Linked DNA regions of Mus musculus: region 2 is linked to region 1. The links are chromatin contacts, called in public Hi-C maps. All regions are on one chromosome and are shown on one strand. The core of a region is the stretch at or near the end of the contact, and the rest is flanking DNA. Distances in the headings are between cores, read along the strand shown.

The links. Hi-C and Micro-C count contacts between places; a contact is called where the count stands out from the background.
Region 2: a contact with region 1 is called in a Hi-C map of the N1E-115 cell line, with 5 times the contacts expected there. The contact joins two enhancer-like sites. A contact is called at or near these places in 1 of 39 promoter capture datasets (neural stem cells), 1 of 15 datasets of contacts at CTCF or cohesin (the NIH/3T3 cell line), 4 of 484 Hi-C or Micro-C datasets (the N1E-115 cell line, embryonic stem cells and nephron progenitors), 2 of 115 datasets of contacts at active chromatin or transcription factors (acute myeloid leukemia and embryonic stem cells) and 4 of 9 other capture datasets (adipose tissue, embryonic stem cells, liver and 1 more).

The regions. Positions count from the first base shown.
Region 1 is chr10:76,898,433-76,901,856 of GRCm38.p6, forward strand. The region is part of intron 1 of Pcbp3 (poly(rC) binding protein 3); the gene reads right to left. Among named protein-coding and RNA genes, the nearest start is that of Pcbp3, 62 kb to the right of the region's middle. Within about 2 kb of position 1,564, at least 5 of the 459 cell types and tissues checked have an H3K27ac peak or open chromatin away from gene starts, as enhancers often do. A contact at or near this core is called in the N1E-115 cell line, where this site is marked.
Region 2 is chr10:77,002,556-77,005,979 of GRCm38.p6, forward strand. All of the region lies in intron 1 of Gm35721 (predicted gene, 35721), which reads right to left. Among named protein-coding and RNA genes, the nearest start is that of Gm35721, 4.4 kb to the right of the region's middle. Within about 2 kb of position 1,861, at least 22 of the 459 cell types and tissues checked have an H3K27ac peak or open chromatin away from gene starts, as enhancers often do. A contact at or near this core is called in the N1E-115 cell line, where this site is marked.

The DNA of each region.
Region 1 (3,424 bases), core at 314-2,813:
GGTGCTGCTGTTGAAATAAGGCCCCCCGGGGCCATGCAGGCGGGACACTCCTGAAAGGTGGCAGAGCAAGCAAGGAGTCAGGGCTGCAGACACATTTTCAGGGAGTCACACACTGCAAAGAGAGAAGCCAGGCTCATGGATGGCTTTGATAAGTGGTTGAATGGAAGCCTCCACCCTTGTAAGGTGCAAAAGCAAGCATGGCCTCCTCCAAGGTAAAGCAGAGCTATGCAAAAGATAAGGTACTGTTGACATGTGGACAGAACTAGACATATAGTCTTCTGAAGGGCAAACTTGGCAGGAGAAAAACCACATACAAGGTCAGAGGCTCGGCACAGCTTGGATGGAGCACCAACCACACTATAGGGACCCACGGTCAGCAAGCTGTAGAGGCAGGCTGCAAGCCAATGCCAGAGATATGGAAAGAAAGGCCAAGGTACTAGCCAACTGGGATTTGCTGTGAAAGATCAAAGGAGACCAAGTTCAATGTCAGAGCAATAGTAGCATGCTACAAGCTAGGACAACAGAACAATTGGTAGTCTAGACATTCATCCCCCCAAATTCTCCTGACCTATATGGATACTTCATTGCAAAGGCTCAATAGCATGCAAATAAAGTATGCATTAGAAGCAACCCCACTAGAAATGTGTAGTCATAATTATTATAGGTATGTAGACATCAGGAGAAAATCAAGCTAACTAACCACAGCACTGTTTACACTGTCAGTAGGAGACTCAAAAGGCAAGCCATCTGAGGGAAGAGAGGCCCAGAGAATCAGCTTTCAAAACTGGCCAACCAGATAAAAACCCAGCAAAGTCAGGGAGCAACACATTAAAATAATGAACTATAACCTTATACCTACAAGAACTAAAATACAAAGAACCAACAATACCTGACAAACACTGACAGAGAGGTAGGGACTCTCACAGGCATGTGGTAGAGCAGGAAGTGTGAAAGAGTTAGGACCACTCAAAGGCAGCTGGACAGTTCCCTACAAACTACACACACTCTGACCATAGCACCCCACCATTTTGCTACCTGGAATATCCCCCAAATGAGATACATTCACACAAAGGCCTATACACAAATGTTAATGCTGGCTTAATTTAAACCATCAAAAAAGTAAGCAGCCAAGATATCTCTTGATGGATGAATGGATAAGCAGGCGGGGTCCATTCATAGAATCTTATTTACAATAAAAAGACATGAGCTGACTGACTTCAAAGACACAGATGATTCATAAATAAATGGGTGCCACAGTGAAAGAAGCCACTTTGGAAAAGTTATGTTTTGTGTGACTCCCGTAATAAAGTATTCTGGAACAAGCAAAATAAGCCAGAAAATAGCTCAGTAGTTATCAGTGACTGGGAAGGGGAGGTGGACTGGTAGAGCATAAAGAATTTTTAGAGCAGTAAAACTGTATATGATACTGTAATGACAGTTATAAAGATATAAAGCAATTAACCAGAATTTATAAAATTTTACAGCATTAAATGTAAACCTGATGGTGTGAAATGTTTACAGGAATAATTCAGAACCTTGGAGCATTATCCTAAGATAGGCTGTGGAATTTGACAATACAGCCTTCACTACCATAAAAAGAGTAAAACTTCTCACTAAAGAGGTGGGTCAACAGTGCTCATCTAAGCCATTCTGGAGATGACGCGTCTGGTAGGCAAGAGGTGAAACATAGTCCACTCAAGCCTATGTTCTGGCTGAGCAATGCAGGAATGGTGGCCAGTGGGAACCAGCTGCTTCCCTTTAGATAGAGGGTTTACTCACAAGCAAGAGAAGTGACCCACTGACACGGGGCAAGAGTTGGAGGCTGGGAGACAGATATAGCACCATGGATCAGTCAAGTAAGAGGACCCAAAAGCAACCAAACCCAGTAGAGCAATCAGATTCAGCACTCTCACATTGGCTTCTTTTACTATTTGCTGATAAGAAGAAACAAGGATTCCTTAGAGATGTGGATGAACCCGGGACAGGAGCAGTGAGCCTAGACCATAAAACCTAGGAAGGAAAAAGTCCTTAATAACACACACACACATAGACATGCTCACACACACATTCACATACACATACTTTTTCTCTCTCATACACACACACACACACACACACACACACACACACACTGATGAAGGTATAGTAAAAAGATACAGAAGTCAACTGAAAGAACTCCCAAAGTCTAAAGTTGGAATAATTTAGAAAATAAAGTAGTATAAAACAACTATAAACCAAAGTATAAAATAAATGACTTCCTACCAATAAACAGGAAAGAATACCCAAATCTCCAAGGCTATTATTTCCAAAGTGTGCATAAAGAGACTCTGGGCTCACTGAAGTGAAGCACACCTCCCTAGAAGTATTCCCTGAACACAGTGACTTTTTCCCCAAATACTATGGAGCGCTCTCTCTCTCTCTCTCTCTCTCTCTCTCTCTCTCTCTCACACACACACACACACACACACACACACACACACACACACACAGAGTGCAACAGTCACCATGCTGGAGAACCTAGAAGCACATCCCCAGCATGTGTTCAGGTCCACGTGTCAGTGCAAAGTTGGGCTGACTGTGTGCTTCCTTATGTGAGACAAATGATGCTCCCATGTTGCCTTTTCCCCAACCCCCAGGACCCTGAACCACCTGCAATGGACCCCAGCAGAGGTCAGTAAAGAATATTCTGAAAAAAAGTCAAGGGCATCAAAAATAAGAGTGAGGGCTAGAGAGAGAGCTCGCACTTAGGGACACTGCTGCTCTTCCAGAGGACCTAGGTTTAATTCCAAGAAGCCAAATGGTGGCTCACCATAGTCTTAGGGACCCCACTTATGGCCACTGCAGACACTGCACTCATATGGTGCTCAGGCATATATGCTGGCAAAACATCCATACACATAAAGCTGGGGAGGGAGGGTTGTGTGTGTGTGTGTGTGTGGTGTATGTGGTGTGTGTGTGTGTGTGGTGTATGTGGTGTGTGTGTGTGTGTAGTGTGTATGTGTATTTTGTGTATATGTGAATGTATGTGTATGTTATGTGTTTGTGGTGTGTATGTGTATATGTTGTGTGTGTAGTTTGTGTGTATGTATATGTATAGGTGAATGTTGTGTGTATATGTGCATGGTGTGTGTATGTGTGCAAGGTGTGTGTATGTGTGTATGGTATGTGTGAGTGTGTGTGTGTGTGTGTGTGTGTGTGTGTGTGTGTGTGTACCTTTCAAGAACAACAAAAAAGGGGAGTGTGAGAAGCCATTACCTTCAGGAAGGTCTCTAAGCAGATGGGGATGACCTGTAATGTGCCCCCTGAATGGGACCTTGGAAGAAGGAAGAACAAAAGAAGGAAACTGAGGAACCCTCAAGAACAGATCTTAGTAGCAGTGCCTCTGTGGTGGTGGTAACCAGGACAAGTGTGCTTTGCCGATGTC
Region 2 (3,424 bases), core at 611-3,110, 100 kb after region 1:
CCTCTCTAAAATGGACACAGACCGTGAGGAGTTGAAAGTTTAACCCTGAGCCATGAGACGCTGATCCTGGTGTCAGAGGACAGGGCACGTGGCATGTGAGTGGGCTAGAAAGGGCCATCACCTGAGCTAGCGCCTCAGCTCTTAGGAGACATCCTTAAGATTGTGCCTTTCAAGATGAATCGATTAGCTCTATCAATAAATACTGCTTAAAGTCCCATGAACCAAATCTCCACTTACTGTCTCTTGAAGCTCCTCAGGCTCCTCTTGGCGCCCCCCACCCCCACCCCCCAGGCAGGCTCCCTGGCATCTTGGTGAACCTGTATGTTCCAGGAAAATCCTGTATTAAGGACCATCTGGAGCAATGAAGGTGCATGGTTGCTTCTCCAAAGCTTCCCTCACCTTTCCTACATATCTGCAAGATGCCCACAGGAGAAAGGGTTCCTTGTCACCTCCTGGGGTCTGGCACAGACAGGTGCTTCTTTCTGGAGTAAGTCCCACCTCGAGAGCTTTCTTTCTATGTGCGCTTTGCTTCTCTGAGAGCAGATGGTTTATGCCCAGCTGGCTAGTCACTTTAGATAGTCACTAACCTACATAAACTCGTGTGTGTGTGTGTGTGTGTGTGTGTGTGTGTGTGTGTGTGTGAATATATTACAATTTTCTGAGGAGGGGTCTCATGTTACCTAGAAACTAGTTTCCAGTTTGTTGTTATAGAGCTGAGGAAACCTTTGAACCTCTGATCCCCCTGCCTCCACTTCCCAAGGCACATCATGCCTAGTGTCTTAAAGTTTCTAGTGTTGCAATAAAATACCATGACCAAAAAGAAAGTTGGGGGGAAAAGGGGTTATGTGGCTTAGACTTACTGCACTGTAGTCCATCCCTGAAGGACTCCAGGAGCAGAGTTCAACAGGGCAGGAACCTAGAGGCAGGAGCTGAGGGAGAGGTCACGGAGGGATGCTGCTTACTGGCTTGCTCATCATGGCTTGCTCAGCCTGCTTTCTTATAGAACTCAGGACCACTAGCCCAGAAGAAGCACCACCCTCAATGGCCTGGGCCCTCTCATACCAATCACTAATTAAGAAAATGCCTTACAGACTTGTGTACGGCCTTATTTTACAGAGGCATTTTTTTGCAAGCAAGGCTCCCTCTCTCTGATGTCAATACCTTGTGTCAAGTTGACCTAAAACTAGCCAGCACACCTGGTTTATGAAGTGCTGAGGATCTTACCCTGGGCCTTGTACATGTTAAGTAAGCACCCTACCAACTGGGGTGCCATCTCCAGCCTCTGAAGCATAACTGTAAAGAAATGTATTATACTTATTTGTGTGCACATGTGTCTATACATATGTTCATTTGTGTGGACACATGTTCCACAGAACATGTGTGGAGGCCACAAGCCAGCCTACATGTAGGAGTTCCCTCTTTTCACCTGTGGGTCTCATTGAATTCAGGTTGTCAGACTCGGCAGCAAGAATATTTACATACTGAGCTATCTCACCAACCCTAAAGCATAATTTTAAAAGAGGAACAAAAGAAAATCAAGCCAAACCACAATTAGAAGATGCCCTGTGACCCATGTCCTGTGACAGATATTCTGGCTTTGAGCTAGGGCATCTTTCTGGGCCTGTAGTAGGGGGCAGCCATCCTGTCATGGAGCCTCACCTCCTGTCTTGTGAGGGGAACAGCAAGAGGGCTCTATGACCAGGTGTGAGGTGGGGGCCCTGGGTATAGGACATAGAGCCTGTCCCCAGGCTGAGTGTCCCTCAAGGCAGTTCTTTCCACCCTTCCTGGGCAGGGCTGGGTTGCCCTCTGCATTGGTTTGACTATGGGCAACACAGCCTTCAGTGGCTGGGTAAGTACCTAGGAGTCCATTTGCTTCCACTCAGCTCTGCTGCCCTCTACTGAACAGGGAGGCCAGCAAAGGCTGCCCCTGCACTTGGGGCCCCTACCATGTGGCTGTTCCACAACCCTGACAGACATCAGAGTCACACCTGCCTCAGGTGCCAGCAGGTGAAACAAACAAGCACCAGGTGTTTTGTGATTATTTCCCTGCCTCAGAAAAAAGAACGGAGTCAGAGGATGGACACACATACAGACAGACATAACACACACACACACACAGACTTATGCACACATATACACAGAGACACACACATATACACGCTCAGCAAAGTTTTCAAGAAAGTCACAGCAAGACCCTGTTATAAGTTCCCACCAAGATAAATTTAATACCGAGAAACAAACACACAGGCCTCACTCACAGATTCTATCTGGAAACAAGGAGCCTGGGGAGAGATCAGGCTGCCTGCCCAGGGCCTCCAGTGGGCTATAGTGACTCTCAGAGACCAATCACCCTGTTGGAGCTACAACACCTGGGGAGCCCATCCCCACCAAGGACGGCCTGAATTATGAACAAGGGAAGGGTCAGCATGAAGATGGAGAAGGGCAGCAAGGAACGCCTGCCTACTGACAGCCCTGGGCAGGCATTGGGGGAGGGGCGATGGGACGGGAGGGGGCAGGAGGAGGCTTTGATGTAGACGGGAACCTGAGACATCCTGGATAAATCCTGGAACTCTTAGCTCATTTCTCTCCTTGTAAAGCCATCACACAGGACAGGCTCACCCAACCCCCACCCCCAGCCATATGGGTAAAGCCCCAGACTCCTGAGTCAGGCAGAAGTAGCCAAAGGATGAGGAGACTCAGCCAGCCAGTGCAGTGAACTGGACAGTGCCAGGATGCTAGACACAGGATACGGCAACTGCTGGAGTTTGCCTGACTCGGAAAGAGCAGGGTAGGAGGCACAGAGGCTGAGCTAAAGCTTTGCACAGCCACAGGCCTGGTTGAACAGGGAGTGTGATTCACCAAGAAGAGCTCAGCGGCAGGAACTAGAACAATGGGAGAGCTGAGGCTCTGCCCAGTGTAAACCTAGCAGGAAGTGACAAAATGGATGAGTTGGGCAGAAGGTGGGTGCCCAGGAGGGTTCCAGAAACCTGAGTGAAGGTTTCTCCCAAGTCCCGTCCTCTCAGAGTAAAGCGCAGATTAGATACGGTCATAGGTCTGATCGGTAAACTGGAGACTGAGTCTGCACACAAAAGAAAGACAGAGGTGGCAAAATTATTAGAGGAGGCACAAATCAGGATAGTCCTTTTTTTGAAAACTTAAAAACAGTTTTTAAAAAACAATTAAAATAGAAAAGGCCTGGCTGACTGTGTGTCAGGTTCTTCCCCTGGACCAAAGTGGAATCTGTGGATGCAGGATGGCGTGTTTATGATGATGCTCTAAAAAGTCAAAGGGAGAAACAGATGCATGCTGGGAATATAGATTTTTTTTTAAAGATTTATTTATTATTATATGTAAGTACACTGTAGCTGTCTTCAGACACACCAGAAGAGGGAGTCAGATCTTGTTACGGATGGTTGTGAGCCAC